Linked DNA regions of Mus musculus: regions 2, 3, 4 and 5 are each linked to region 1. The links are chromatin contacts, called in public Hi-C, HiChIP or PLAC-seq and promoter capture Hi-C maps. All regions are on one chromosome and are shown on one strand. Each heading gives the region's core, a stretch centred on a gene start, on an enhancer-like site or on the middle of the called end of the contact. The rest is flanking DNA. Distances are from core to core; before and after follow the strand shown.

Region 1 (4,241 bases), core at 1,630-4,129:
GTTCTGGGGAAGTGGGCACAGGGCCAGGCCGGCCCACAGCAGGCCCAGCTGGGCCCCAGCGAGCCCTTATCTTTCTTGTTAATGAAAATCTGAGAACCTCCAGCCAGTCCCACTGGGAAGACCCTGGGCCAGATGTCACCATAGAGAAAGAAGGGGCCCAGAGAGAGGATGCGGGTTGCCAGAGGAGAGCAAGACATCCTGCCTGCTTGTCACGGAGAGAGAGTAAGGGCCTGGGTAAAGCAGGCTCCTGGCTATAAGTGCAGGGCTCCCAGCTGCCCCCGTGGCTCAACCACAGGCAAGATGCCTGCAGCCTCTGCCACCTTCAGTAGCTGACTTACCCACTGACTGCTCAAAGTGTGTTTTCCACTTATCACCCACTCCTGGGAGCTCATAAGAAAAGCAAAATCTAGGCCAGGCGGTGGTGGCTCATGCCTTTAGTTCCAACACCCAGGAGACAGAGGTGGGCAGATCTCTGTGAGTTCGAGACCAGCCTGATCTACAGAGTGAGTTCCAGATCAGCCAGGGCTACACAGAGAGACCCTGTTTCAAAAAGCCAAAAACAAATAAAACAACAACAATGACAACAAAACAGAATCTCAGGTTCAAAGCAACTATTGCATTGTGACACTCTCTTGGGTGACTTTGAGGCATATACTTGTTTGTACTCCAGTGTCCTCATCTGTACATTAGGGGTTGGGTTTGGGAATATGCAGTGTTTAGTAAAGTAATCAATTCATTCTAAGTGCCAGACTGGCACTTATGTAGCCCAGGCAGGCCTCAAACTCAAAATGTAGATAAGGAAGACCTTTGAGTTCCTGATTCTGACTCTATCTCCCAAATACTGAGATTATAGATGTGTGCTGCTGTGTCCTCTCTATGCAGTCCTGGGGATGAAACCCGGTCCTCTTGCATGCTAGACAAGTGTTCTATTAGCCTGCCACTTTTGAAATTAGTCCTGTCTATTATTGTTAGCACCAGCGAGGTAACAGAGCTATCTGGGTTTCTGCCAGTCACTGCCTTTCTCACCATCTCCAACAGTGGGATGCAGGAGACCCACCATGAAGCCGAGGAGCTGAGGCTCAGAGAGGTGAAGTCACCGGCCAAAATCCAAATGTGGTGATCTGAGTCTTCTCTAAACTTACCCATGTTAGTAAGGTAACCAGTGAGCAGGTAGGCGTCCTTCCCCTGTGCCCATTACTTGATGGGTTCCCAGTTCCATGAGGTTTGTTTGCTGATGACCCCATTTTTCAGATGAGGAAAAGTGAGACACAGAGGTTAGGTTAGCCCTCCAGTAGGCAAGGCTAGATTTGAAGTCATTTCTGTGGTATGCTGCTCACCTCTCCCCACGTCCTCCCCTCAGTCATATATATACCTGCTCGTGTTTATCTCCCTGCCAGCCCCAGCTCTGGAGTTCTGGACCTACCTATTCCAGGCCTAGACCACTAATGAGAGGCAGGAGCTCTGAGGACGCACAGCGATGGGCAGGTCTGTGAACAGGAGCTGTTCAGAGCCATCAGGCTCTAGGCTCTACGGCAGCTGGCCCAGAGCCCTGCTTCCTTCTGCCTCTCTACACCAAAGCCAGCTTACTTCCTCAGCCCAGTCCTTCAGCAGCAGAGACAGCCTTGCCATCTTACTATTCATTCATTATATCTTATAAAGAGCCTACTGTGTACTGACTGTTCTGTAGGCTCACCAGTGAACGATTCAGTCTTAGTCCTGAAACGGAGACTGAAAGCTAATGAGATGCCCTTAGAAAACACGATTTCCCAATGGACATGAAAGTCCATTGACTGGGAAAGAGAGCAAGGGTGTGAAGCTGAGATCTGAAAGATGGTGTGGAAGAACGTTTAAGATAAAAGAAATGACATGGGCCAAAGGATGAGAGGTATGGAGGGGAATCACTCTGCTGAGGTGAAGTGAGGGAGTTCCCACACTTCAGCTTGTGTGCAGGACCTTAAGAAAGTTAGCAGTCCCTAGCTTCCCAGCTCCCAGGGGGATATCCCAGTCTTATCTGCCCCAACCAAGTTATTTCTTCCTGGCTTCCCAAGTACCTTGGGCCTCAGAGGTCTTCAAACTCTTTGTGGAGTTCCTGGTGGCCATCACGGAGTGTCCCATCCTCTCTCAGACTCTTTTTGGGGGGCAGTCAGTACACCAATTAGCACCTTTGTGTTCCTAGCCAGTTGTGTCTAGCTTCAAATCCTGCCTCCAGGACAGCACATCAGAGTATTTTAAGTCTTCTGGAGTGTTGAGTTCCTCATGTCAAATGGGTCGGTATGTTTTTATTTGGCGTTCTTTTGATGTTGTTGAGTGGACTGAACAGAGTACGGCACTTGGTGAAGGCTTAACTAAGAGGTTATTGAGTCCGCATCCCTGAGGACAGGACCTGGTTTGTCTGGCTAGTGGCTCAAGGGCGCAGCAAGATACATGATCAGTGCAGAAGGGTGGATAGATGAAAGGATAATGATGGAATTGAAGGGGAAAAAAGGAAGGAAGAAAAGAAGAGAAAAGAAAAGATGAGAAAAGGAAAGAAAATCATTCGTCTCTGCCTGTAATCTCCGGGCGGTGTATCACACTCTTACCGCTGTGCGCCTCAGTTTCCCCTCTGTCGTTGGGTTGACCCTCGAAGAAAGAGGACGCCAGGCGCAGGCCCAGTACTGCCGGCACCCAATAAGCGCTCAAGGAAGCCTGGCCTCCCGCCTTCTCTGCCCCAGCTCCGGGAGCCGCCAGCTGAGAAACACTACCCACCCCCTTGCTTACACTCCCTCTGCCCATTGTGCGCCTCCGGGCCCAGAGCGCACGTGACTCCACCCAGCCCGCTCCGCTCCGCCCCGCCGTCCCAGCGCGATCTCCAGTTGGTCGCACCAGAGCGCCCCGCCCCCAATCAGGGCGGAGCCCAAGCACCTCGCCCCCTGCTGATCGGGCTCTGGCGTCTGGCGAGGGCTCCGCGGCCGACCCGGCTGGCGCGCAGGCGGAGCCGGGGCGGCGGGGCTGCTGCTGGCTAATTGCACAGGACTGCGGGCCGCGACATGGTCAGCAGGGATGGGCAGAGCAGGCGGGTAGGGGGAAGGGACGCGCCGGATGGATCGGGGTGCGGCGCTGGCGGGTCGGCGCGGCAGATGCCGCGCGCGGGCGGGGGCTCTTTGTCCTCCGCCGCGGGATTGGGACAAAGGAGGTAGCGGGGGGCGGAGGCTGCTTGGCTGGGCATCTGCCCCTCTCCGTGACCCACGGTTCTATGTCCTGCGCGGATCCTCCGGGCTGCCCGGAACACTCACTCCGCATTGACGGGGTTCCTGGCAGCGCCCCAGCGTGGTCAAGATGGGATCGAGGGGAACGGGGGCCCAGGGAAAATCTGGCGCTCGTTTCATTGGTGGGGAGACTGAGGCTGAGCCGCAGCGTTTGGTCCCAGGTCGGGTCGGCAGTGATTGCGCGGCGTGGGCTTGAATGGGTCTCTGGGACCCCCCCCCCAGGGAAAAAAACTGGGGTCAGGCGGACTTGATTTGTCTTCAGCTGTCGTTTCCTCCTCAGCTGTCGCCCCCTGAACAGGCCCCTACTTCCCTAGCGCCTCGCCTTGCTCCTTCGATAGAGTGGGAGAGACGCGGCGTCGCCTGGCACCGCGCCTGCACACCGCCCGCGCTCAGCACGCGGGAGCTGCTGGGACGCTTGTCATTAGTGTCCAGTCCTCTCGACCCAGGTCACCTAGACTATCTCCTAAGGAGGGGTCAAACACAGACTCATTGTGCTCAGCTTTCAGGAGAAAGAAGACAGGTCAGACATATGACGTTTTAGAATCAGGTTTGAAATCGGTTATTTAGGATCGGGGCTTCCTGGGTATCTGCACCTCCACTTTTTAAACTGTGTGACCTTGGGGACCGAGTTAACTTCTCTAAGCTACAGATTATTTGTCAAGTAGGAAGAGCAGTCATTCGGTTCTAGGATTGTTTTGATGCAGAAGTTTTGGAGAGATCCACATGAGATGTTGGAGCTCAAAAGTGTGGCATCAAGGAACTTTTCAGCATCGACTATTATATCACCGCCAGAGTTGTATGGCCAGATGGGACCCTGACGAGTGGGGGCAGAATTCAGGCTTGGACTATGAGATTGCAGCTCACCTCGGGCAGTTCCCAAACTTCTTAGTCTTAGTTTCCTTTCCTGGCATAAGAACTGGGAGTAGGGTGGCATCTGGAGCAGATTTCTCTTCTGGAGGAGGAAGGGGAGGGGAGAGGACAATGGGCACAGCCATG
Region 2 (4,026 bases), core at 1,487-3,986, 190 kb before region 1:
ACATCAGCTGTACTCGTCACATGGGACTGGAACCAAGGTCCCCTGACCCCACCTTTGGGCATCTAGTGCAGCTGCCGACCCCCAGTCAGGCTCGCTGAGCAGGGTCTCCTTCCAGCCCCACTGCCTAACTAATCTTTATTGTCCCAAGTCACAGCCAGGTCACCCTGGTGGCTGTCTCTCGAGTATCCCAAGAACAGGCAGAGGCTGAAGCATTGTGGCAGGGACAGAGACAGCTGGTGGGTAAGCTCTGCTGTGGGGGACATGGTGGAGAGGGTGGCTGTAGCCTACCCCAGCCTTGAGTAGGCTGGCTTTGACCTTGCTGCCACTGAGTATGAGACCACCTGGAGTGGAGCCTTCCTACTTAGATGGCTCTATTCTTCTGTCATCTGTTGCTGCTCTTCTCCAAGACACTGTTACCTGCTGAGAGGCCCTTGAGATATTCCTGAGACAGCATCCAGCAGATCACCTACAGGCTGGCAACAGGCACCAAGAATGGATTGGCGGGGGATGGGCCTCCCCCTTTATAAGCACAGACTCTTAGTAAACTTGGGGGCCTTGAACAGAAACGCATCTTGGCCTCCATTATTTCTCTCGTCGTTCTCTCCCATACAGCTCCTGCCTCCCACTCAGGAACCCAGTTAGTGTGGCCGCAGGCGGCTTACAGGTGGCAGTGACTTCATGTAAGATTATGGCTGTGGGTTTAGGTCATAGCAGGAGACTGGTTTGGGGGACTCAACTGATAACAAAAGCTACTCAGGTGGGTGGCCACCTCACCTATTTTATAAAACTTGGAAGCCACACGTTTGTTCGGTTATGATACCACTTAAAGGCAACCTTCCTCCACAGAACCAACTCATGAGCCCCAGTTTCCTTTTGTTGTTAATTTCAGTTTACTTGAGACAGGGTTTCATGTAGCTGAGGATGACCTTGACCTGACCTTCTGGCCTCTACTTCATAGGGGCTGGGATTGCGGACATCTTTCCTCAAACCCTCACTACTTTTTTTAAGGTGCTGAGGATCGAACATTCTAGGTAAACAATTCTATCAACTGGGTTGCAGCCCCATCCTCTCTGTGATTTTGCTTATCTCTGCCTGTCTCCTCTGATGGCTGAGTCTTGGACCATCTTATGTCCTGAGGATTCCCTGGACACAAGGACTAGCAGATACTCACTCACAGCCGGCAGAGCACCCCAACCCCACTCTTGCCCGTCAGCTACTCACCCTGAAGACGGATGGTCCTCAAGGGCTCTGAGAGCGACTCAGAGAGGCTCCCATTGAGGGCCACCTCCCTGCCATGCCACAGTACCACCTGGTACAGGATGTGGGTGCTTTGTGCTTTCTGGATCACAGTCCTCAGGGCCAGCTCCGTGGGAAGTGTGCTGAGCTGGAAGAGAATGGGGTGGCTGGTGTGGAACCCAGCCACGCACTGCTTGGGGTGGGGAAGGAGAGACACACCCAGAAAGAAAAAGGAACTGTGTGTGGATCAGTGTTTCCTGCATCTTCAGAACCACAATGCTAAGCATGAGCAGGGAGTGGGGCAGATTGTGAGCAGCAGAGGGTAGAGAGCCCATGAGCTCTGCAGACATGCAGTGCGCCTCTGAACTGTTTCCTATGAGGTAAGAATGCCAGCTCCCATTGTATCCATCCCTCCTTTTCTGTCCCCCTGTGTAGCCCAGGCTATCCTATAACTCACCACAGTTACTCCCTAGTGCTATGACTCCGCAGGTTTCCTATGCATGTCTAAAGCCATCCCCACCAGCTCCTCCCTGGGTAAGGGACCTTTCCTTCCTGCCTAGCTGCCATTCCCCCTTGCTATCACCTGCAGGCCTATTACAGCACTGCAGCTATGGAAACCTGACATTTCCTGGGAGGAAGGTGCTTGTAGCATAGTGCCGTCTGTGTGGGCTGACAATCCCGGCACACGAAAAGTGTTCTTCCCCGTGCCATTCCTGCAGAGCCTGTCTGTCCCAGTTCAGGGCCTTCTGTAGTTCTCAGACTCATTCCACCCCAGGCTTTTAGCATGGAGTGCTCTTTTCCCAGACTGCTTGTCATATAGGATAAGGTCAAATGTCACCTCCTCGGTGATACTACCTGACCTCCTAATCATTCATATATAGAACTTATATGGGTTTTTTTGTCATCTGCCTCCACTGGATTATATGTTCAGTGGCAGTCAGGGCTCACCCATTCTGTTTTATGCTATATCCCAGCTTCTGGAGCGGTACCTAGGGTCTAGGAGATGATTAGTCGATTATGGAGGTGAGACATACAGCTGAGTGTCTCTTCCAGCCATTTTTCCCCCTTCTGAGCCTACCCCAGAAGCAAAGCCTCAAATGAAGTTCTCTTCTTCCTAGAAAGACATACACACCTGGGGGGTGAGATCTGTTGCATCTGGATGACATTGGCAAGGCTGTCCTTAGCAGCTAGCAGGCTGGTGCTCACATGGAAACAGTGCTCCCCCACCTCTAGGGCAAAGCTGATTTTGGTCTCATCCTTGGAGCACCGGAGCTGGTGTAGGGGCGATGCCTTCGTCAGCCAAGTAGCAGCTGGCTCCAGGCTCTGCCTCCCAGAGCCCCAGACCCAAAGGGCACACAGACCCTGGGGTGAAGAAACTGTTGAAATGAGGGTCTTGAGTCAGATAGGGTCAGCCTGGTGTTACCTAGGGCCAGCCTGGTACTACCTGCCCTGTGGCCAGAGACTGGCAACATACCTCATGGCTCAAGGCAAGGATCTAGTTGTGATACCACTTATGACCACAGAGGGCAGTGCTACACAGGACAATGCTGGGGTGATAGATCAGGCTCCAGGACAGCTCTCCTAGCCATGGGTTGAGTTATTGACAGCTAGATCTTTGATCTCCTGAGCCTAGGGCATTTGATCTTACAGATAAGGATGCTTGCTTTATTAATTGACTGGTTTGAAAACTGTACTGAAGTGATGTGCCATCTTATGGGCTGGCAGAGTGACTGTCAGTATAGATTCCAGACTCCCATAGAAGAACCATAAAGACTTAGGGAAAGGAACAAGAATTGGTGCTCATACTTTGGGGTCCACAGTTTCCTTATTCCACCCCACTGAGTCTACCTGGATTATAAAATTAAGTTTATTATCACGAGTAAAAACTAAACAAGAGGACTGGAGAGGACACTCAGTTAAGAGCACTGGCTGCCCATCTGGAGGACGTGGGTTTGAGTCCCAGCACCCACTTAGCGGCTCAAATCTGTCAGTTTTTTGAGTCCCTGGAAAGACAATGTTCTCTCTGGCCTCTGAAGACACCAGGCATTCACATGGTACCCAGATATACACTGTAGGCAAAACACCCAAACACACAAAATAATAAAGTAAGAACTAAATGATTTTAAAATGCTGCTTCCAACAAGCTCAGAGGCCCTGTCAGCATGTTTAAGCTAATTCTCATCCAGTACAAACAATCAAAAAATGCAAACAATGATGCTCTGCAGACTGACTGCCTTGACATGCCAGGGGAGCACACATGAGGACTTTTAAAGAAAGTTAGTGAGAAAAGACGAAAGGGAAAGATCCAGGCAGTGGGCAAAGCACTAAGCAGGTATGATTGTAGAATACAGGCTCTGAGGTTAGATCTGTGGACTTAATCATGACTCCCCAGCCTACTAGCCAGCACACAAACAACTCGGAGTCTTTGCCCAGTTTCATTATTTTTAAAAAATAAGAATACTAAATACAATAGAGCTAAATGAGCTGTGACATAAGGGATGAAGAGTGCACCCCTGTATTCTGAGCACTCAAAAAAGGAAGTTCTAACCTGGGCTACAGAAGACCATGTATCTAAGAAACTAAACATCCCAGCTTTTGGGATTACACAGTGTTATATAAAAATCCTTGTTTTACAAAACGCTCGAGGTCTTTAGGAGCAGGGACAGAGCCTTGTTAGCTCAGTTACATGGAAATGTGTGGTCTGCCTTGGCCGATCACCACTTCCTTGCTGTTGATTGAGACAGGGTCTCATGTAGCCCAGGCTGGCCTGAAATGAGCTATGTAGCTAAG
Region 3 (4,063 bases), core at 419-2,918, 230 kb after region 1:
TGATTAGGAAAGTGACATTCAAACTACACAGAAAGCTATAAAGAAGGGCTCTTAACTCCACCTGGGCAATTTCCCTCTCGCTTCTGAGCCTTTTGGTCATGAAGAGGGCAAAGAGTAGAAATTCCTGCACAGTCTCTTTTTTCAGAATAATGGGCTTGCTGGAGATTCTGAAGTCCTCATTCTTGCAAAGCAAGGTCTTACCAAAGGAGTCACCTCCCCAGCCCCTATTATTGTGACTATATTTTAAATTTATTCATTTTATGTATGTGGATGCTTTGAATACGTGTATGTCTGTGCACCATATGCATGCTTGGTACCTGTGGAGGCCAGAAGTGGGCATCAGATCCCCTGGGACTGGAGTTACAAGTGGTTGTGAGATGCCTTGTGGTTGTTAGGAATAGAACCCAGGCCCTCTGGAAAAGCAGCCAGTGTTTTTAACCATTGAGCCCTCTCTTCAGCCCCACCCCCACTACCATTCTTGACAAAGGATCACAGGTATCTCAGACTGGCTTCTTACTTTACCAAGATGACCTTGAACTTCTAATTCTCTAGCCTCCAGTTCCTGAGTGTTGAGATCCCAGGCATGTACACCACACTCAGTTCGAACCCAGAGCCTTATACATGCTAGGCAAGTGCTTTATCAGCTGAGCCGTATCCCTAACCCCTACACTTAATGGTGTTTTTTTTTTTCAATTAAGTAAAAGATGGGGCTGGAGATATGGCTTAGAGGTTAGGAAAACTGGCTGCTCTTCCAGAGGACCCAGGTACAGTTCCCAGCACCCATATAGCGGCTCACAACTGTTTGTAATTCCAGTTCAAGGGATCTGACACCTTCATACAGACATACATGAGGCAAAAAAAAAACCAAAAAACAAACAAACAAACAAAAAAAAAACACACAAAAAAAAACCAAACCCCCACCAGTGTATATAAAATAAAAATAAAATCCTAATAATAAAAAATAGAAAAATAAAGCAAGTATTTATTTATTTATTTATATGTGTGTGAAAGAGAGAGGGAGGGGTGTATTCTGTGTATGTGCAGTAAAGGCCAGAAAAGGGCATCAGATCCCCTAGAAATGGAGTTACCTAGTAGGTGTAGGCTCCCAGTGGGTTCTGGGCACTGAGGCCCTCTGGGAGCATGCTCAGTGCTCTCAAGCATTAAGCCATCTTTCTGTCCTCCTTCCTGATTTTGTTTTCATACAGTAAATTTTGATCCTTGCTCTCCCCTCTCTCCTTTTTGCTCTTTTGTAGTAAGCCGGCCTGTGGCCTACATGAACTGGGTATTTCTGGAAGGCAGGCTGGGGCTAAAAGAGACTTAGACTTTGAGAAAAGAATGATGAAGCCAAGACAAATTTTTCTGATCAAGGCCCGTGAGTTTACTAAGAGATTGTGCTTATAAGGGGGAAGGCCGATCTCCCCCCCCCCCCACACACACACACTCACCAGTCCATTCTTGGTGCCTGGAGCCAGCCTGTAGGCGACATGCAGGATAGGATGTGTCTCTGGAATGTCTCAAGGGTCTCTCAGCAAGTAGCAGAGTCTCAGAGAAGAGCAGCAGTAGTTGACATAACAATAGAGCCATCTAAATCAGAAGGCTACACCCCAGGTGATCTCATATTCAGTGGCAGCTAAATCAGCCTGCTTCAAGGCTGAGGGAAGCTACACTCTTTCTCTCTCTCTTTTAAAAAATAAATGGCTGGAGCAAAGGCTCAGTGGTTATGAGCACTGGCTGCTCTTCCAGAGGACCCGGGTACAGTTCCCAGCACCCACATGGCAGCTCCAGAGGATTTGACACTCTCTTCTGGCCTCTGAGGGCACTGCACGCACATGCTACACAGACATACATTCAGATAAAACTTCTATACACAGACAATAAATAGGAAAAACAAACAAACATGCAAAAACAAGAAACACACACACACACACACACACACACACGCACGCACACACCAAAACAAGTGAAAGACAAAACAAATGACCAAAAGTGCCAAAGAAGACCAAAAAAGTTTTTAACAATAACATCAAATTTGCTTTTTGTTGGTCAACTACTCCTGAGCATGGGCCCGCCCCGAAGGGTGGTTAATATACCCATGAGACTCCATTGGAGAAAATGGATTTTTCCTTTGCTAGTGGGCATTAATTGCAGACAGCTTCCTGTTTTAGGGGTGAGAGCCCACATCCAGTTCCTTTTCTCAGAGCTGGGACCTATCTGGCTTGAACCTGCGTAGCTCTGTGCTGCTGTCAGTCTGTGAGCTCATATGCTCGTCAGTCCTGTGGCATCTGGAAGACACTGTTTCCTTGGAGCCCTCCATCCCCTCTGGCTCTTGGAATCTTTCTGCCACCTCTTACAAATAGATCCCTGAGCCTCGAGGGAAGCCAGCCTCTACATTTTATTAACTAATATATATTTATTATTTTCCTCCCCATGAATATGCCACCAAAAAAATCCTAAGTCCTGATCATAGTGTTTTCTGGCTATTGCCTATGACTAAAGCAACAAACAGCAGGAGACAGGCATGTTCTGTGGCTGGGTTAGAGCTTTCGAATGTTCCAGTCTGCAGCACCACCTCCATCCCAACTGCTACTGTGAGGGTCTAGTGCTGTCACTGCAGTGCTGATGGATTGTGGTCTCTCAGAGAAACCCAGAAGCAGCTTACTTGCAAGGTCAGGACTCCAAGACACAGAAGCAAGCTGCGCACAATGGCACACACTAGGTAGGTGGGGACAGAGAGAAGGATTGACAGTAAGTCCAGGTGCCTCATGTGTCTAGTACGATCTTGTCTCTGAGACCAACCCAATGAAAATAGCAGTTAGGAGATAGCTTCTTGGGTATAGTGCTTACTTCAAAACCTTGAGTACCTGTGCACCAAGTATGGCTCCTCGGGTAAAGGTGCTTGCTAGGAACCACATGGTTGAAGGAGAGAAAGAACAAGTTATCTTCTGACCTCCACACATGGACAAAATAATTAAGTATGATACAAACACTAACAGCAAAGTGAGAAGCTGAATTTGAATCCTCAGCATCACAGAAAGTCTGGCTGCATGGTGGCACGTGGCACTAACCCTGGTGCTTTCAGGAGGACACAGGACAGTGTTAGTGGTTTGCTGGCCAGCCAGGCTAGCCCCAACTGTGAGCTCAGGGAGAGACCTTGTCTCAAAATGGTAAGTAGCATACACATGTGTGCGTGCTCGTATGCACACATAAACACAAACACACAGAGAGAGAGAGAGAGAGAGAGAGAGAGAGAGAGAGAGAGAGAGAGAGAGAGAGAGAAATAAGACAAGAAAGACCAAGATTGGGCTGGTGAGATGGCTCAGTGGGTAAGAGCACCCGACTGCTCTTCTGAAGGTCAGGAGTTCAAATCCCAGCAACCACACGGTGGCTCACAATCATCCGTAACGAGATCTGATGCCCTCTTCTGGAGTGTCTGAAGACAGCTACAGTGTACACACATGAAAGAAAGAAAGAAAGAAAGAAAGAAAGAAAGAAAGAAAGAAAGAAAGAAAGAAAGAAAGAGAGAGAAAGAGAGAGAAAGAAAGAAAGAAAGAAAGAAAGAAAGAAAGAAAGAAAGAAAGAAAGAAAGGACCAAGATTTAAACAAGCTAGAAAGCAAACTGTGGAAGACTTCCATGGGCCAAGTATGAACAGCCCCATAGGGACCAACCTTAGGCACTGCTGCCACCAGGAGTCCAGATGAGTAAATGTCTGTACTAAACCCACATCTTCCTTAAGACTCACTGAGATGCACTGTGAGCAGTTAGGGACCAGTCACAAAGCTTCCTGTGTTCCAGGATATGATGTGGGTATCATAGGACATCCCCAGATGAGCTCTCTCTCTCTCTTTTTGGTTTTTCGAGACAGGGTTTCTCTGTGTAGCCCTGGCTGTCCTGGCACTCACTTTGTAGACCAGGCTGCCCTCGAACTCAGAAATCCGCCTGCCTCTGCCTCCCGAGTGCTAGGATTAAAGGCGTGTGCCACCACGCCCGGCTCTCTCTCTCTCTTTCTCTCTCTTTGAGATAGGGTTCCTCTGTGTTGCCCTGACTGTCCTGAACTCGCCCTAT
Region 4 (3,950 bases), core at 688-3,187, 170 kb before region 1:
AAGACACCAGGCACCATAGCTGGTTGATTTCTTGTCTTCATGTCTGTACTGATGGAGAACTCTGACAGTTGACTTTAAGATAAAAGCAAACATGGTTTCTTGGAATTGATGGAAGGAAAGGAATCAGCTAGGGAGGAAAATGTGTGTGACGAAACCTTCTGTTCTTGGTTGCAGTGTTGGCCAGAGCCCAGAGCCTAGGCAATGTTTCTGCCATAGAGTCGCCTCCCCACCAAGGCGCAGCTCTGGGCAGAGAAGAGATCAGAATGACTGTAAATGGAGGCGTCTCCAGCCTTGTTCCTGGCCAGATGTTCTCAGCTAGAGTTTGAGTCTATGTGGGGGCCAGGCCTTCTGATTTTTCTTTTCTTATAAACAACAGAAACCCAGGATTTGTCTAAAATCTTCCAGTTCTCAGAATAAGCAGGCCATAAAAGCACACATGTGGCTGTATTTGGCCTGGAGCATCACTCAGAAATCTCTGGCTAAGGAAGCCATAAAGGCCACTGGGAGCCACACCTGCAGTGTCTGGCTTGGTATTCTGTTCTGTTTCTGTGAGACCCCAACTCAGAGCGTTTCTCCGTGGGAGGTAAAGCCCCTGGATGTTCCCCCAAGTCTGTTTTTCCCGATCTCTGGGGATACAGCCAGAAAGAAGCTCTTTGTTCTCTATAGACAGCAAAAAGCCTTTTTGTTTCTATACTTACAACCAGAGATGCGATAATTGTAAAAAGACCTATCCAGGCGCTTGCCTGGCTCCCTGAGCCAAGGACACGGAGATAGACCTGGAGAGGAGCTGCAGCTCACTCCCCATCCCTCGCCAGAGAGGAGCTGCAGCCAACTCTCTTCCCAACTCCTCCCAATTCCTCACTTTTCCTTTAAAAGCCCCCTACTGTTACTGCTGGGGGTCAAACTCCCCTGCCCTGCATGACAGAAGGAGTTCCTCCTCAGCTAGCTGATAATAAAGACTCTTGCAGTTTGCATCAGGTGTGGTTTTCTCTCGAGTCATTGGAGTGCTGGCCAGCTCATCCCAGGACTTGAACGGAGGTCCAGCTTCAGGGGTCTTACATTTCCCCTTGGACATTACTGGCCAGCATCTGGAGGAGCCACTGCCAGCCCCCGAGATTATGGGGAAGTGAAGTCCTGGGATGGGATGCTCATCCCACTGCATGCTTGGCTTCATCTTCCTTCCTAGAGAAGAGAAGCACTATTTTATTCTGTGTGCACACAGTCGGTGTTCAATAAATGCTTGTTGGAGGTTGTGGTGATCTCTCCTGAGCGGGTCAGGAGTCTAATGAGGGCCTGGTAAACATGTCACGTGCTTAGGACCAGTTACTCTCTGAGCTATGGCCACTATGGAAAAACAGACACACTGCCCACTCCACAAGAAAGGGAGCTGAGGCCCAGGGACATGGGCCATGTGAGGCTAGGGTGTATGTGCCAAGACTGCAAATCAAAGGCCACAGGCCAGTGCAGCCTGTATTGTCCTGGCTGGTCTGGAATTTGACCAGGTGAGCTACATACTCTCAGAGGTCCTCCTGACCCCGCCATCTGCTATTTGTATATTTAGTCCTGTGTCTCTAGGTATGAATACAGGTGCCTGTAGAGGCTGGAAGAGGCCATCAGATGCCTCAAGCTGGAGTTAAGGGTGGTTATGGGTGCTGGGAATTGAACTAGGGTCCTCTGAATGAACACCAAGTGTTCTTAATTGCTGAGCCATCCCTCCAGTCCCATAAAGTTTTATTTGGATATAGTTGCACATACTCACTAAGCAATTACTTCTGTACTTGCACACTGAGTAAGGACATGAAGTCACTGTGACAGAGACCACGAACCCACAGGCCTGAAAGAGACACTGCTATTTCTGCAGGCTAGCGAACTATAAATAGCATCAAGCTGACTGACTTACAATGACGCCTTAAGCAATTATTATATACCACACCCCTTGAAATTGGAGAAGTCATGGTTCCTAGGGAAGCCCCTGGGAGCACTACAACCGGCAGAGCAGACTGGAGAGGCAATCATGCAAACGTAAGTAGACCATGTCACATAGAGGCTCAGAGCTGAACTGGGAATAGAGAGGTGGGGGGATAAGGTGGGGAGTGTGTGGGTGTGGGGAGTGGCGAAATCATTTAAGGAGACAAGAGGTGTGAATTTACTCTCTATAGATGGCAGAAGGAAACTGAAGCTGAAGGAGCAGTGGCAGCTCCAACTGCAGGATGTGCCAAGGACCTGAGGCAGGAAAGATTCAGGAAGGCAGTAGAGGACCTGGATGAAGCAGCTGTGGCAGCAGAACTGGGCTTGCCATCCCAAGGCAAGCTGTGAGTTCTTGGGGCAGGGCTATAACAAACCATGCTAGCATCTTGTAACGTTCCCTATGGCTGCCAAGCAGACTGTAGCATGAGACACAGAGGGAGGCAAAGATTCCAGGCAGAAAAACATCATGCTAGTCTGGATCAGAGGTGATAAAACTGAACACGGACAATTGGGGTGGGAAGGTTACTCACATTTCGAGGATTCCAAGCCACCAGGCATCCCTCCAGGCTCTGGGAAAGAACCCTATGGTCATTGACCTCTGTGTGTGTGTGTGTGTGTCTGTGTATATGTGTGTGTGTGTGTCTGTGTATATGTGTGTGTGTGTGTCTGTGTATATGTGTGTGTGTGTCTGTCTGTGTGCCTGTGTCTGTGTGTGAGTGTCTGTGTGTGTCTGTGTGCCTGTGTCTGTGTGTGTGTCAGGCCTGTGCAGACGAGGTGAGTGGGTGCTCTGTTCCCAGACATCTTCCCAACAGCCCACTCACATAGAGGTGTCCAGCCTGGCAGCCCAGCACCATAGTGTATAACCTCTCCTCTTGGCCATTCAGGACAGCCTTGGTCTCCAGAGAGTGATGCTAGCACAGTTTGTCCACTGTGAGGTCCCCTGTAAGAGGAGGCTCTGCAGGACCAGGAGGTGCCAGGGATGCTTGGGTGTGGAGAAAAGACAGACCACAGACATTAAAGCAGCTGGCAAGATCAGGGGACAGCTATGTCCTCCACTCGGAGGTTGTCCTAAAGTCACAGAGAGTGTGACACTGGAGGGCACTCAGCAGCCCTGTGCTCCAAGAGCTGCCAATCAAAGCCTGACATGGGGCCAGGGAGATGGCGAAGTGGTTAAAACACTTGCCACCAGTGTAAAGACCAGAGTGCAGATCCCCAAACCCACATAAATACCCTGTGGATATGGTGACTCATTTCTAGTCTAGCCTTGGAAGGGACAGGTGGAATCTCCAATGCAAACAGATGTATTGGTGAGTTCTGGGTTTGATTGAGAGACTTAGCCTCATAGAACAAGGTGAAAATGCTTGAGGGCGATTCCTGAGATTAACCTGGGACCTCCACGTGCATGTGAACACACACACATACACACACACACACACACACACACACACACACACACACACACACACACACGGAAAGACAAGGAAATAAAAAGCCCAACATGGCGGCACATGCCTGCAATCCTAGAATTTGAGAGGCAGAGACAGGAGGATCATGAGTTTTAGGCCAACCTGGGCCAACCCGAGCTACATACTGTAACCTTGTCTCAGCAAACATACACAGCACACACTGTTTGCCAGCCAACCCCATCTGATGTCTGACCACATCCACAGGATCATCAGTTAGCATGGAACCCAGGACCTAATGTCCTATGCCTCCCTTTTCTTGCCTTTACAATGGGGTGAAAATGCAGTCATTCTCCTCTCCAGCAGGGCTTGGTCACTTAAGATGACCTCTGTGTGTGTGTGTGTCTGTGTGTCTGTGTGTCTGTGTGCCTGTGTCTGTGTGTGTGTGTGTCTGTGTGTGTGTCTGTGTGTGTGTGTCTGTGTGTGTGTGTCTGTGTGTGTGTGCACACACACGCACTGAGGTCAGGGGGTCCCCTTTTCCTTCTGGTCTCTGCCACTTTCCTTGAGCCTGGATCAGGG
Region 5 (4,110 bases), core at 93-2,592, 230 kb before region 1:
GCATCCCTTAGTTCCTACCTTGCACCTTGTATACCCACCTGTCTCTCTCTCCCTCTCTGCATTCTCTCTCTCTCCCTCTCTGCATTCTCTCTCTCTCCCTCTCTGCATTCTCTCTCTCTCCCTCTCTGCATTCTCTCTCTCTCTCTCTCCCAGCACATGCACACTCTTTCTCTACCCCCTCCCCTCTGTCTTCCTCCCCATGTCGACTTCCCTGGCCTCCTTCCTTGGGACCAGAGAACCGACCCAAGAGCGGCTTCCCCATAAGCCTGCCTTTGCGTACTTCGATTTGGCTTGAATTGACTCATTTCACCAGCAGAGAATAACTTACCAGGATGCACGTGTGCCGCAGCGCACTTGTGGAAGTCAGAGAACAATTTATGGGAGTTAATTCTCACATGGGTTTTGGGAATGGAACTCTGATCTGATATCAGATTTGGTGGCAAGTGATTTTGCCTGGTGAGCATTCTTGCTAGGTAAACACTCTCCTATAGAGCAATATCCCGAACTGAAAGAGGAAATTGTTTAATTTACTTGTTATGGTGTTTCCAGGAAGGGCTCTTGTATACCAGGTTGGACTCCAATTCACTCTGTGGCTAAAGATGACCTTGAACTCATCTTCCAGCCCTGGTGAGTGCTAGAGTTAAATAGGTGTGAACCACCAAAATTTGTTTTGATACTTTTTTAATCGTTAAATTCAAATAAGTGTATTTATTTTCTTTTTAAAGATTTCCCCTGATAAAACTCTTATAATTTCAGGAATACTGTGTGTGTGTGTGTGTGTGTGTGTGTGTGTGTGTGTGTAGTCTGGGCACAAGACCAATTTCTAAAGATGCTTGATATCTTAACCAAAGTTACCAGCGCAGCGCATATTCAGCGTCATCTCTGAGGTATTAAAAGAGTACAACCAATCCATTCATAAATTTGTGTTTGGGGCCATGCTTAAACTATTCCTCTGGAACTCTCTCTCCTGTGTGTAGATGTGATTTCGTATCAAAAAGGTCCAAGGGATCTACTTGCATCTCGGCTTTTCGTGTGGTAATGTTTTGCTAAGGGTGCACATTTTATTTCGGCTCTTAAAATTAATCGATCATCTACAACTACTGTTGAGTGCGTCTTATTTTTTAGTAAACTGGAACGGAGACATATGGCTTAAATCGTTGCTCTTCCTTAGGAGAGGAAATTCCGTATCTCCCTGCATTTGTTAGCGTATCTATTTTCTATTTAATTCAGTTGAATCTTTCAGCTTCTGGCGGTTACGCGGCTGTCCCGCCCCCATCCATTGGCTGCCTCGGGCAGGCGCGCTCTTGATTGGCTGCCGCTCGCCAAACCCCCGCCGTCCGTCAGAGTTGGCGGGAAAGCGGTGGTGGCGCAGCATGGCGGCTGCGGCGTCCGAGTCGCTGTCCTCCGGTGGCCCCGGGGCCGTGCGGCTGCCGCGCTTGCCGCCACTCAAGGTACTGGCAGGACAGCTGCGGCGGCACGCAGAGGGTGGCCCGGGCGCGTGGCGGCTGTCGCGGGCGGCGGTGGGCCGCGCTCCGCTGGAGCTGGTGGCCGTGTGGATGCAGGGTACCGTGCTGGCGGCGGAAGGCGGCCAGGCCCGGCTGCGCGACTCGAGCGGAGCCTTCTCTGTGCGCGGCCTGGAGCGCGTACCACGCGGCCGGCCCTGCCTCCTCCCAGGTAACGTGGGCGGGACCGGCTCTGCAGGTCCTCCCCGGGGCGGGGCGGGGCGGGGCGGTCCCACCTCCAGGCTCTAGCCCTCCTTCCTGGCCCAGCCCCTGTCAAGTGACTCCCCACCCATCCTCTTGGATGACAGCAACACCTATCCCCGCTTTCTAAGATGTAGGTTCCAGCCGGGCCTGGAGGTACACATCTTCCATCCCAATACTAGGAGTCTGAGGCAGGAGGATGGCAAAGTTCAAAGCCTGACTGAGCTACGAAGTGAGTTTAAGGCCAACGTAAGGCAACTCAGTGAGAGCCTGTCTCAGAACAAAAAGTAAAGAGGGCCTGGGGTGGGAGCACTTCCTAACATTGATGAGTCCTTGGGTTTAACCCAGACAGCGAGAATAGTAAACAAGTACATCTACTAAAACGCCTGTAGGTTCCCGAGGCTATCCCACCTTCCCAGTTTTGAGCCTTGCAATTCTGTGTCACAGTTCTATCCCTGTAGATGTTTTTCTCATTTTTCCCCGTATGTTTTGAAAATAATTTCTCAGGAAATGTCTGCTTGTCTTTTTCTCTGTGTGTGTGTGTGTGTGTGTGTGTGTGTGTGTGTGTGTGTGTTTTTAAGGCAGTGTCTAGCCTAGACTGACCTAAAATTCATTGTGTAGCTTGGACACCCGGGCTTCCTGCTTCCATCTCCTGAGTGCTAGGATTCTAGGCATATGCTGCTCCATCTGGTTCATACGCTGCTGGGAATCAAACTGGGGGCTTTGTGCATGCTACGCAAGCAATCCCAGCCCTAAGTCTGTACTCATATTTTTGTTTGTTTGTTTGTTTGTTTGTTTTTTCGAGACAGGGTTTCTCTGTATAGCCCTGGCTGTCCTGGAACTCACTTTGTAGACCAGGCTGACCTCGAACTCAGAAATCCACCTACCTCTGTCTCCCTAGTACTGGGATTAAAGGCATGTGCCACCACGCCCAGCAGGTTTTCTGAGTCTTAAGAGTTGTTTCTAATACCCTCTAAGGAGATGCTGATATTGCAGGGTTTGAGGCTGCCCTTTGAGCTACTGCAGTTCTTGCACTGTGGTTCTGATAGCTTGACTCTAGCATCTGGTCCAATGCCTGGCACTTGTGTGTTCTGAGAAGCAGATGTTCTGAGACCGGCATCAGGTACCTGGAGCCTCATCTCATTAGGAAACACATATCATACACAGGGCCTCGTGAACTGCGTGGTTGCACCTGTGACCCAGATAGACAAGGCCTGCCTATACTTGACTCTGAAGCTTCAACACAGGCTCCAGGAGACTTCTAAAGGAAGCCTACAGATTCAGCAGGCCTGCCTTTCCATGGCTTCCTTCTCTGTAAAAATCAGCCCTGCCTCTCTAAAGAATGCTTCCTGCTCAGAAAGTCTTGAATTCTGTCTAGAGGCAGAGTCAGGGTCTCTGACCTAGGCTATTTTTTTTTTTTTTTCCAAGACAGAGTTTCTCTGTGTAACCCTGGATGTCCTGGGTTTACACTCTGTAAACCAGGCTGGCCTCGAACTCAGAAATCTGCCTGCCTCTGCCTCCCCAGTGCTGGGATTAAAGGCGTGCGCCATTATATCTGGCCTATGTTTTACATTTTGACATGTCTACAAAAAAATCCTGATGTATGAAATGTATATGCAGTTTGAAATCAGCATCTACAAAGTGAAGTTTTATTGGCCTGAAATGCATTTGTAATTTGCAAAAGGTTAGGGTCACCATCTCACTGTACTGACATGGCTTAGCAGTTGTGACAGCAATCATTCCTATGACCCCAAAAAAGCCTGAGTTCTGTAATCTGCTCCCTTACAGAGAAAGTTGACTGCCCTTGGCCTTAACTTTGACTTTGCTTAAATTCCATGTTGTTTGGTGTCCCAGCCCAGGCAATGTCCCTTGAAAGCAGCTTTGAACAGTGTCTCAAGCCTAGTTCCAACACTGGAATAAGCCTGCCATCTAGCAGATGTCCCTGTGTTGGACTGAAGCTATTGGCCTCACCCTCTAGCCTGTATGCCCAGGGCCAGGGCCAGGGCCTGTGCTGTTTCTTCTTGCTCATGAATCATCTCGGGAGCAGCCAGGGATGTCCACAAGGCACCGTTGTAGACGTGAACCCAGGGTGCATGTGCACAGAGTGATGACAGCACTTTTTCTTGAGTGTTGCTCATGGTGCCTGCCTCAGTGTTAGTCAGGTAGAAAGCAAAAGCCTACTATGTGCTGCCACTGCTGGCCTCAGGAGACCTGGACCTCAAACCACAGAGCATAAAGAGGCTTTTTCATTCATCTAGCTTGATGGTTCATCTGGTATTTATTTGGGGACAGTAGATACAGAAATAGGCACAGGAGAAGGATACATGTTCAAGGCTCAAGGAGGTCAGGGAAGGCTTCCTGGAGGAGACAGCCCTGAAGGCTGTCTTGTAGTTGTCTGTAGGAACTA

Evidence for each region. Hi-C and Micro-C count contacts between places; a contact is called where the count stands out from the background. HiChIP or PLAC-seq counts read pairs in DNA pulled down with a chosen protein or histone mark. Capture Hi-C pulls out chosen DNA fragments and counts their contacts.
Region 2: a contact with region 1 is called in a Hi-C map of bone marrow-derived macrophages, with 57 read pairs. The contact joins the enhancer-like site here to the promoter of Snn in region 1. A contact is called at or near these places in 21 of 39 promoter capture datasets (the 3T3-L1 cell line, 3T3-L1-derived adipocytes, the C10 cell line and 15 more), 4 of 15 datasets of contacts at CTCF or cohesin (CD8 T cells, the NIH/3T3 cell line, embryonic stem cells and 1 more), 9 of 484 Hi-C or Micro-C datasets (the HL-1 cell line, bone marrow-derived macrophages, cerebral cortex and 6 more), 40 of 115 datasets of contacts at active chromatin or transcription factors (DN3 thymocytes, the HPC-7 cell line, the NIH/3T3 cell line and 27 more) and 5 of 9 other capture datasets (adipose tissue, embryonic stem cells, liver and 2 more).
Region 3: an H3K4me3 HiChIP or PLAC-seq map of embryonic stem cells shows a contact between it and region 1, with 7 times the contacts expected there. The contact joins the enhancer-like site here to the promoter of Snn in region 1. A contact is called at or near these places in 1 of 39 promoter capture datasets (the HPC-7 cell line), 4 of 484 Hi-C or Micro-C datasets (all in embryonic stem cells), 3 of 115 datasets of contacts at active chromatin or transcription factors (bone marrow-derived macrophages, embryonic stem cells and microglia) and 3 of 9 other capture datasets (adipose tissue, embryonic stem cells and liver).
Region 4: a Hi-C map of bone marrow-derived macrophages shows a contact between it and region 1, with 44 read pairs. The contact joins the enhancer-like site here to the promoter of Snn in region 1. A contact is called at or near these places in 16 of 39 promoter capture datasets (the 3T3-L1 cell line, the C10 cell line, the HPC-7 cell line and 12 more), 1 of 15 datasets of contacts at CTCF or cohesin (the NIH/3T3 cell line), 4 of 484 Hi-C or Micro-C datasets (bone marrow-derived macrophages, embryonic stem cells and nephron progenitors), 20 of 115 datasets of contacts at active chromatin or transcription factors (T-cell acute lymphoblastic leukemia, bone marrow-derived macrophages, craniofacial prominence and 13 more) and 5 of 9 other capture datasets (adipose tissue, embryonic stem cells, liver and 2 more).
Region 5: a promoter capture Hi-C map of adipose tissue shows a contact between it and region 1, with 3 times the contacts expected there. The contact joins the promoter of Rmi2 here to the promoter of Snn in region 1. A contact is called at or near these places in 12 of 39 promoter capture datasets (the 3T3-L1 cell line, the C10 cell line, the HPC-7 cell line and 8 more), 3 of 484 Hi-C or Micro-C datasets (all in embryonic stem cells), 8 of 115 datasets of contacts at active chromatin or transcription factors (bone marrow-derived macrophages, embryonic midbrain, embryonic stem cells and 4 more) and 3 of 9 other capture datasets (adipose tissue, liver and pancreatic islet).

What each region holds. Positions count from the first base shown.
Region 1 is chr16:11,063,419-11,067,659 of GRCm38.p6, forward strand. Snn (stannin) reads left to right here and starts at 2,880. Exons shown (of 2, transcript NM_009223.3): 1 at 2,880-3,029. It overlaps Gm9861 (a long non-coding RNA gene), which reads right to left and starts at 2,850. Exons shown (of 2, transcript XR_003951968.1): 1 at 2,580-2,850.
Region 2 is chr16:10,876,940-10,880,965 of GRCm38.p6, forward strand. No RefSeq gene overlaps it. Among named protein-coding and RNA genes, the nearest start is that of Gm21859, 36 kb to the right of the region's middle. Within about 2 kb of position 2,737, at least 77 of the 459 cell types and tissues checked have an H3K27ac peak or open chromatin away from gene starts, as enhancers often do. A contact at or near this core is called in DN3 thymocytes, bone marrow-derived macrophages, craniofacial prominence and 1 more, where this site is marked.
Region 3 is chr16:11,294,218-11,298,280 of GRCm38.p6, forward strand. No RefSeq gene overlaps it. Among named protein-coding and RNA genes, the nearest start is that of Tnfrsf17, 18 kb to the right of the region's middle. Within about 2 kb of position 1,669, at least 7 of the 459 cell types and tissues checked have an H3K27ac peak or open chromatin away from gene starts, as enhancers often do. A contact at or near this core is called in embryonic stem cells and microglia, where this site is marked.
Region 4 is chr16:10,895,619-10,899,568 of GRCm38.p6, forward strand. No RefSeq gene overlaps it. Among named protein-coding and RNA genes, the nearest start is that of Gm21859, 17 kb to the right of the region's middle. Within about 2 kb of position 1,938, at least 40 of the 459 cell types and tissues checked have an H3K27ac peak or open chromatin away from gene starts, as enhancers often do. A contact at or near this core is called in bone marrow-derived macrophages, craniofacial prominence, second pharyngeal arch cranial neural crest and 1 more, where this site is marked.
Region 5 is chr16:10,833,717-10,837,826 of GRCm38.p6, forward strand. It overlaps Rmi2 (RecQ mediated genome instability 2), which reads left to right and starts at 1,343. Exons shown (of 2, transcript NM_001162932.1): 1 at 1,343-1,674. The coding sequence starts at 1,374. It also overlaps the pseudogene Gm17913.